Linked DNA regions of Gossypium arboreum: region 1 is linked to region 2. The links are chromatin contacts, called in public Hi-C maps. All regions are on one chromosome and are shown on one strand. The core of a region is the stretch at or near the end of the contact, and the rest is flanking DNA. Distances in the headings are between cores, read along the strand shown.

Region 1 (3,322 bases), core at 175-2,674, 170 kb before region 2:
ATAAAGACTCACATCAAGGGTCTGCCTCCTTACGGCTGAGAGTGTTGGGTTAATGTTGTTATTGGCGGGTAAGACTGATTCAGGCAATGGAAATCCTTTTCTTTGTAATAGAGTGGTAGGTTTTACTTGTCTTTGGAGACTGTCTCGTATGAGGCATAGATTTTCAACAGTTTTCTCCGCTTTGTATAGTTGGACCAGTTTGGTTTTGTTTGTAGTTCGTGGCTACTACATTGCTATATAGGCAGGTCTTCTATGCCTACCCAGGTCTACAATATAGCTCAACCGGTGTCTTTATGTAATGATGATAACTTTAAAAAGTTTCTTTAGAAACAAAGATTGATTGCAACAAGTGAAGAAGTCTCAAAAAAATTTGTCCCCACCCAATTACTGGACAAGGTATTTATGGCTTTTGCTACCCAACCCATCACCATATAACAGTGACGAAAGGACACATACACACCATGATGCAATATATATCTATGCTGCACTTGAAATTCAGTGAAATAGATAATTGAGTGGGAAATAGATCCGTCAGTGAATGCTGAAAAGGGTAGAATCAAGGATTTGTTAGTGCTAAATTTGGTCCACCATACATTTTTGTTTTCTACTGACGCATGGAAGCATTGGGACCCCAAAAGCACTCTCACTGCCTGTTTATTGTATCCATGCCAATGCCTCTTTCCCAAAACGAGGATCATCCACCAGCATTTTTTTTTTCAAATATTCGGCTGTTCCAAAGAAAAACGTAGTATATATTTTCATTGGAGTTCTTTTTCTTTTAATGTTACAAGTTACACATTCGTTTTAGATGGAAGTAAATATTTATTTTTATTACTAATGCTTTTATACTTTTTATCTTGGTTTCAACACTTCTTGATGAACCACTCTATAACATGGGATGCTCTTGACATGCAATAGCGTGCATAATTCTGAATTACTTAAAAATGTTGTTGGAAATACATGCAACCATGTAAAAGTTGTGTAACTACCTTCAAAAGTTTGTTTTTGTTTTGTTCCGTCATATTCCAAGATTTCCGCCGTCTTCTGTAGTAGTTGTATGGTTGCTGATTTGGGCTTGGTGCGCTGGTGGCTGACCTGTTTGGGGTGGCTCGAATTTTCGGATTCCTCCGGCATCTCCCGACTAGCGGTTGTTGATGCTTGGCTCTTTCTCAAAATGTGCTTTATTGTTTTTCTCCCATTCTTGTAAGCAAGATTTCTAGTAAAAATGGAAGCCATTCGGTAATGAAGATCATACGCACTAATGTTTTTCATTAGTGGAAAACATTAATGCTAACACCTATGTGAATGGTAATGATCCCTCCTCTATTTATGCTTTTAGAAGAGTTGACCGCTTATGTTTGGAATCATTGTCTTGGGCTGAATGTCATTGTTGTACTGTATTTTGATTGTGTTTATGTTATGAAGTGAACTTTTTTTCGTAAATAAAAAAAAAAAAAAAAAACTTTAAAAGGTTGGCAAGATTCCTAAATTACTCCATTATTGAAATGTCTTAGAAAGTATGACTTGAAGAATTAGAATATAGATATTATTAAAATGTGCACTTTTAACTTTACCTTTCAATGAAATATGTGTTTTCCTCCTAGTAAAACAAAAGGTACTCTTATATTTAAACATACAAGTAACACTTTGTTTATTAGAAATAATATCTAAGTGAAACTTTCATGTAATGCGTACTATTTATTAAGTGTTTTATTGAATTAGTGCCACCCTTAATTGAATTACTAACTCGGTTAGAAAAATTATAGAAATGCCTTTTTGAAATTAAAATGGGTTATACTATTTGAGGGTATTTTAGTCTTTTTATTTAAACAAAAACTAATAAAAATATGGTGGGATTTGAACCCACACCAATTGTATTAATAAAATTATAAATTGACCCTCAACCAAAGTTTCATTTTAGTGTTTTCATACGTTTTTATTTTAATATGCGCAATTTATTACCTTCATTTTAATGACGTCATATTAATATGATATATTTATGTGTTGAAATTTCGTTTTATTTGTAATTCAATTTTTTTAATATCATACATATTTCATATGTTATTATGATTAAATCATACGTTTATTATTTATTATATGTTATTTTTAAAGTGTTGTACACGCATATGCGTGTAAGATTTCTAGCATTTGTAATTTGTTTAAATTGCATTATCCAATACTTGTAGCAAGTTCACTCTTTTTTTCTTTCTATAATTGTGCATTAATAACCTCTTTTGAGGCTTATAAATGGAGCTTTTTAATCTTTTTAGCTTATTTTAAATTCTCTTGTAAATTTCTCTAAAACAATCCTAACAACTACTAAAACTCACTTTTCATCGTATTTATTTTTCAGTGTCAGTTTGAATCTTTCTTTTCGTCATTTTTTCGCAACATTCAGTTTTACTGATTTTTAACGTTTAGTTTTTTTACATAAAAAAACTATTTACAAATTTTAAATTAATGTGAAAATAGATTAAAGTTAAGAATAATAATCCGAAAAGAGACACTAAATTTCAGGTTGATATAGGATGCCACCATATCCAGGCTGTTTCACTTTCATCCTCCGTAGCAAGCTGTTGAGAATTAAAGCTGTGGGTCAAATAAGCAAGGGAACCAGTGATCATGATGGGTATTAATCATTCTGGGTGATGTATTGAATTGTAATTTTCTTGGACTCACTTTAGGATTAACCTAACCCTCCTGGCTCCTGCACGTTTCAAGTTCAACCACAAGTCTTTTAAACTTCTTCAATGATCTCATATCTATAATCTATAACTACTATTAAAATAGATACATGAAAATTACTTTACATGTTTCAGCTTGATTTTGTGATGCCTGTTTTATTTTATTTCATTTTCTTTTAAAATTTTTCGTACTTTTTATTAAATTGGATTGGATCGATCAATTAAATTGAGAATTGATTAAAGTAAAAATTAAATTGATTGACTCAAAAACCTATTAAATAAGTGATTGAATCTATTCTCTCTATGTTTATTTATATGAATTTTTAATAATTTATTTAATTAAATTGAACTAACTTATTAAATCATCGATTTTGATATTGAATATTTTGTCAGGTTCATTTTTATTTTTTATTGCATTTTAAATATTTTTATTAGATTAAGTTTAGAGAACTTTTCATTATTCTATTAATTTATAATTAATAATAAAAGTCTGACCAATTATTAAAAGTATTTAAAAATTATTTTATTTTAAGTGGTTGATTCAATTGATAATTTTAAACTTTAAATTTTAAATATTTTATTTTCTCATTTAAATAAGCTTAAATAATCTTTTATTACTTGATGATCTATTTATATTT
Region 2 (3,223 bases), core at 586-3,085:
TGTGTGGAATTTGCCCTATTTTTTTTTCACTTGCTTTGTGGATCTATATTTGTTTGTTTATCTGTCCATTAGCTTATTTGACTAACAAACTAGTTTCAAGTTATCGAAAAAAGAAAAAGAAAAAAGCTTGAATTGCTAAACCATTTTTCTAGAAGTTTGTGTTTTTAAGGAAAAGTGGTTGAATTGACAAGTTTATTAGCCTTTGATAGAGAATGGTTTATTAAGGTAAACCATCAAAGTAGTCACTTTTTTTTGTCTAAGGTTACAATTTAATTTCTTATGTTTGAAATGCTACGTTTTAGTCACTTACGCTATCGATTTGTTACAAAATGGTCACTCAACTGTTAAAATATGTTATCTCCCAAACGGTAGTCTAACGTGACAGTTAAAATGAGTTTTAAATGTCAACGTGGATACTCAACTGAGATGAGAAAAGTTAAAAGTTCTTTTTATGAAAATAGGATACAAAATTTTACCTTAAAACCCAATTTCCTTCAAATTTTTTTTAAAAATGCAACAATTAATTTTTTTTGTTACCATCAGAGAAAAGAACAGAAGAGCGAAACAACAAAAGAAGAAGAAGAAGAAGAAATGAACGCACCAACTTCTATACTTGTTTGCTATTGTGGTTTCCCGGCTATGTTGAGAACTTCGTGGTTAATGAAAATTCAAAGTAGGAGATTTTTCGGGTATCCAAATTATGGGAATGGGAGAACGCATTGTTGCCGTTTTTTTTTTTCTATTGGTTTGATCCACCTATGACACCTCGTCCAAATTTATGGTTTTTTTAGTCAAAATAGAAACTAAATCTAAAAGAAAAAGGAGACCAAGGGTTCTTTTTTTTCTAGTTCAAGGATTAATTTGATGCATTTTTTTATTATTTCGGGAAGCCAAATTAACATTTTCCTTTAATTAATTTAGAAAATTCAATTAATTAAGTTTATTTAATTAAAAATCAATTAACTTACTTGGTTGGACATCCATGTTGACATTTTAAACCCATTTTAAATGTCATGCCGAATTGTCATTTGCAAGGTAACATATCTTAACAGTAAAGTGACAATTTCATAACAAATGATAACATAAGTGACTAAAATGTAACATTTCAAACATAAGTGACTAAAATATAACTTGAGGTAAACAAAAGTGACTATGTTGATAGTTTACCCTTCAATTAAAAACATTTTTTTTTGGATTTTTCATGTCAATTTATATTGTTTATGTTTGGGGTTTGTTGTTGTCCCTCTCAATAATATCGTTTTTAAAGTTTGAATCTCATTCTTCTATCGGAAGTGCAATGACCCTTTGCATTGCACCTAATATTTAGTGGTCTCAATTAAAAGCATTGTTGTCCAAAACATTAAAGTATAAAGGAAAGGTCAAATATACATTTTGGTAATTGAACTTGGTTTCAAGGTTTAAATTAGCACCTAAGGTTTCTGGGTCCAATTAGGTACTTGAACTTGGCTTTAAAATTCAAATTGATACCTAAAGTTTAATTTGGTCTAATTAGGTGATTGAACTTAGCTTGTTGGTTTAAATTGGTACTTGAACTTGACTTTTTGGTCCAAATTGGTACTTATGGTAAATGACTTATTTGAAACAATTTGAACTACGAAGCTAATTTGAACAAAAAAGTCAAGTTTAAATATCAAATTAGACAAAAAAAAACTTTTAAGTATCAAATTGAACCTTGAAGGTTAAGATACCAAAATGTATATTTACCCTAAAAGAAAATTATAACTACTCTGGGTTGGGTGCAAATGCATTGGGTTCGTAATCTAAACTCCTAAACACCAAAAGATTGATTTGGGCTAACCCAAAAAAACCTGCTCAAAAAACACTATTGAAAAACCCAGCATTTTGCAAACCAAACCAACAGTCATTAAAGAACGAGAGTCCTCGTGTTTTTCCCACTTTGCTTCAGGTTCAGCTGCTTCTTGTTCATGGGGGTTTCAGGGTTTATCAAGGGCTTTAAACTCCTCCATAGAACCAAACCCAGAATCAGATTACACCCTTATGGTTATATTCAAAGGAGAGATTTCTTAGACACCAAAATTCTCAACAGCAGTGACTCTCTTCTTCCTGTTCTGATCGTTGGTGCAGGGCCTGTTGGCCTCGTTCTCTCTGTTCTTCTCACCAAATTTGGTATCGTCTTTAACCTAAAAGTTTCTTTCTTTTTTCATTATAAACCAAAGTAAATAGAGCACATTTTCAACTTTTATGAGGTTCATTTACATGGAATTTGTCTAATTGGTTATAGCGCTTTTATACGTTAATTCACCTTTTCCATTTGTTAATCGAATTTTAGGTCGATCAATGCAACTCATTATGATTTTTTTTTTCCTTTTAATATGTTTAAAGTATGTAGCTTGTGACTAGTGATGCCTTGTAGGGATAAAATGCACGGTTTTGGAGAAAAACAAGGGGTTTTCAAAGCACCCCCAAGCTCATTTTATCAATAATCGAACTATGGAGGTTGGTTTTATTTCTCTATGGAAGATTTGAGTGTAATATGTTTAGTGGAGGTATATTGAGCTTAATAGTAACTGTTCATTGTTAGGTGTTTCGGAAATTGGATGGATTAGCAGAGGAGATTCAAAGGTCACAACCACCTGTAGATTTATGGGGAAAATTCATATATTGTACTTCACTAACTGGCTCTATCCTAGGTTCAGTGGACCATATGCATCCTCAAGGTTCGATTCTATTGTCTCTATGGTTTTTATATATTGTAGGCTTGCCAGTTGCTGATTCCAGCTCAGCTCCATTAGTTTTAACACTTTTTCTTAAATTTCATGCATTTTTTATTACTATTTTAATGGAATAGTTGTCTAAAGACTATCTGCATCCATTGTCAGATTTTGAAAAAATTGTTAGTCCAGTCTCTGTTGCACACTTCTCGCAATACAAGTTAACTAGGTTACTTGTTAAACTGTTGGAGAATCTTGGTTTCGGTATTCACACGTTAGAAGGTCCTGACAGCCTTGATCATGAGCCACTCAGGGGAGGGGAAATCTTGATGGGGTATGAGTGTGTCTCCATTGACACAACTGATGAATGTGTTACTGCAACTGTTTCCTTTTCCAAGGAAGGTAAGTTGTTGATGAGAAAAATTCAATCTAAAATTCTTATTGGCGCTGATGGTGCTGGAAGTATGGTACGGAAGCTCGTTGGAATAGATTTGAAAGGCGAAAAAGACTTGCAAAAGCTTGTGAGTGTT

What was found. Hi-C and Micro-C count contacts between places; a contact is called where the count stands out from the background.
Region 1: a contact with region 2 is called in a Hi-C map of leaf, with 2.3 times the contacts expected there. The contact joins the promoter of LOC128290525 here to the promoter of LOC108476351 in region 2. A contact is called at or near these places in 2 of 5 Hi-C or Micro-C datasets (both in leaf).

Annotation. Positions count from the first base shown.
Region 1 is chr3:21,143,133-21,146,454 of ASM2569848v2, reverse strand. LOC128290525 reads right to left here and starts at 1,424. Exons shown (of 2, transcript XM_053026207.1): 1 at 990-1,424; 2 at 510-728. The coding sequence starts at 1,272. The coding sequence ends at 655.
Region 2 is chr3:20,976,343-20,979,565 of ASM2569848v2, reverse strand. LOC108476351 reads left to right here and starts at 1,835. Exons shown (of 11, transcript XM_017778546.2): 1 at 1,835-2,148; 2 at 2,396-2,478; 3 at 2,564-2,699; 4 at 2,862-3,223. The coding sequence starts at 1,947.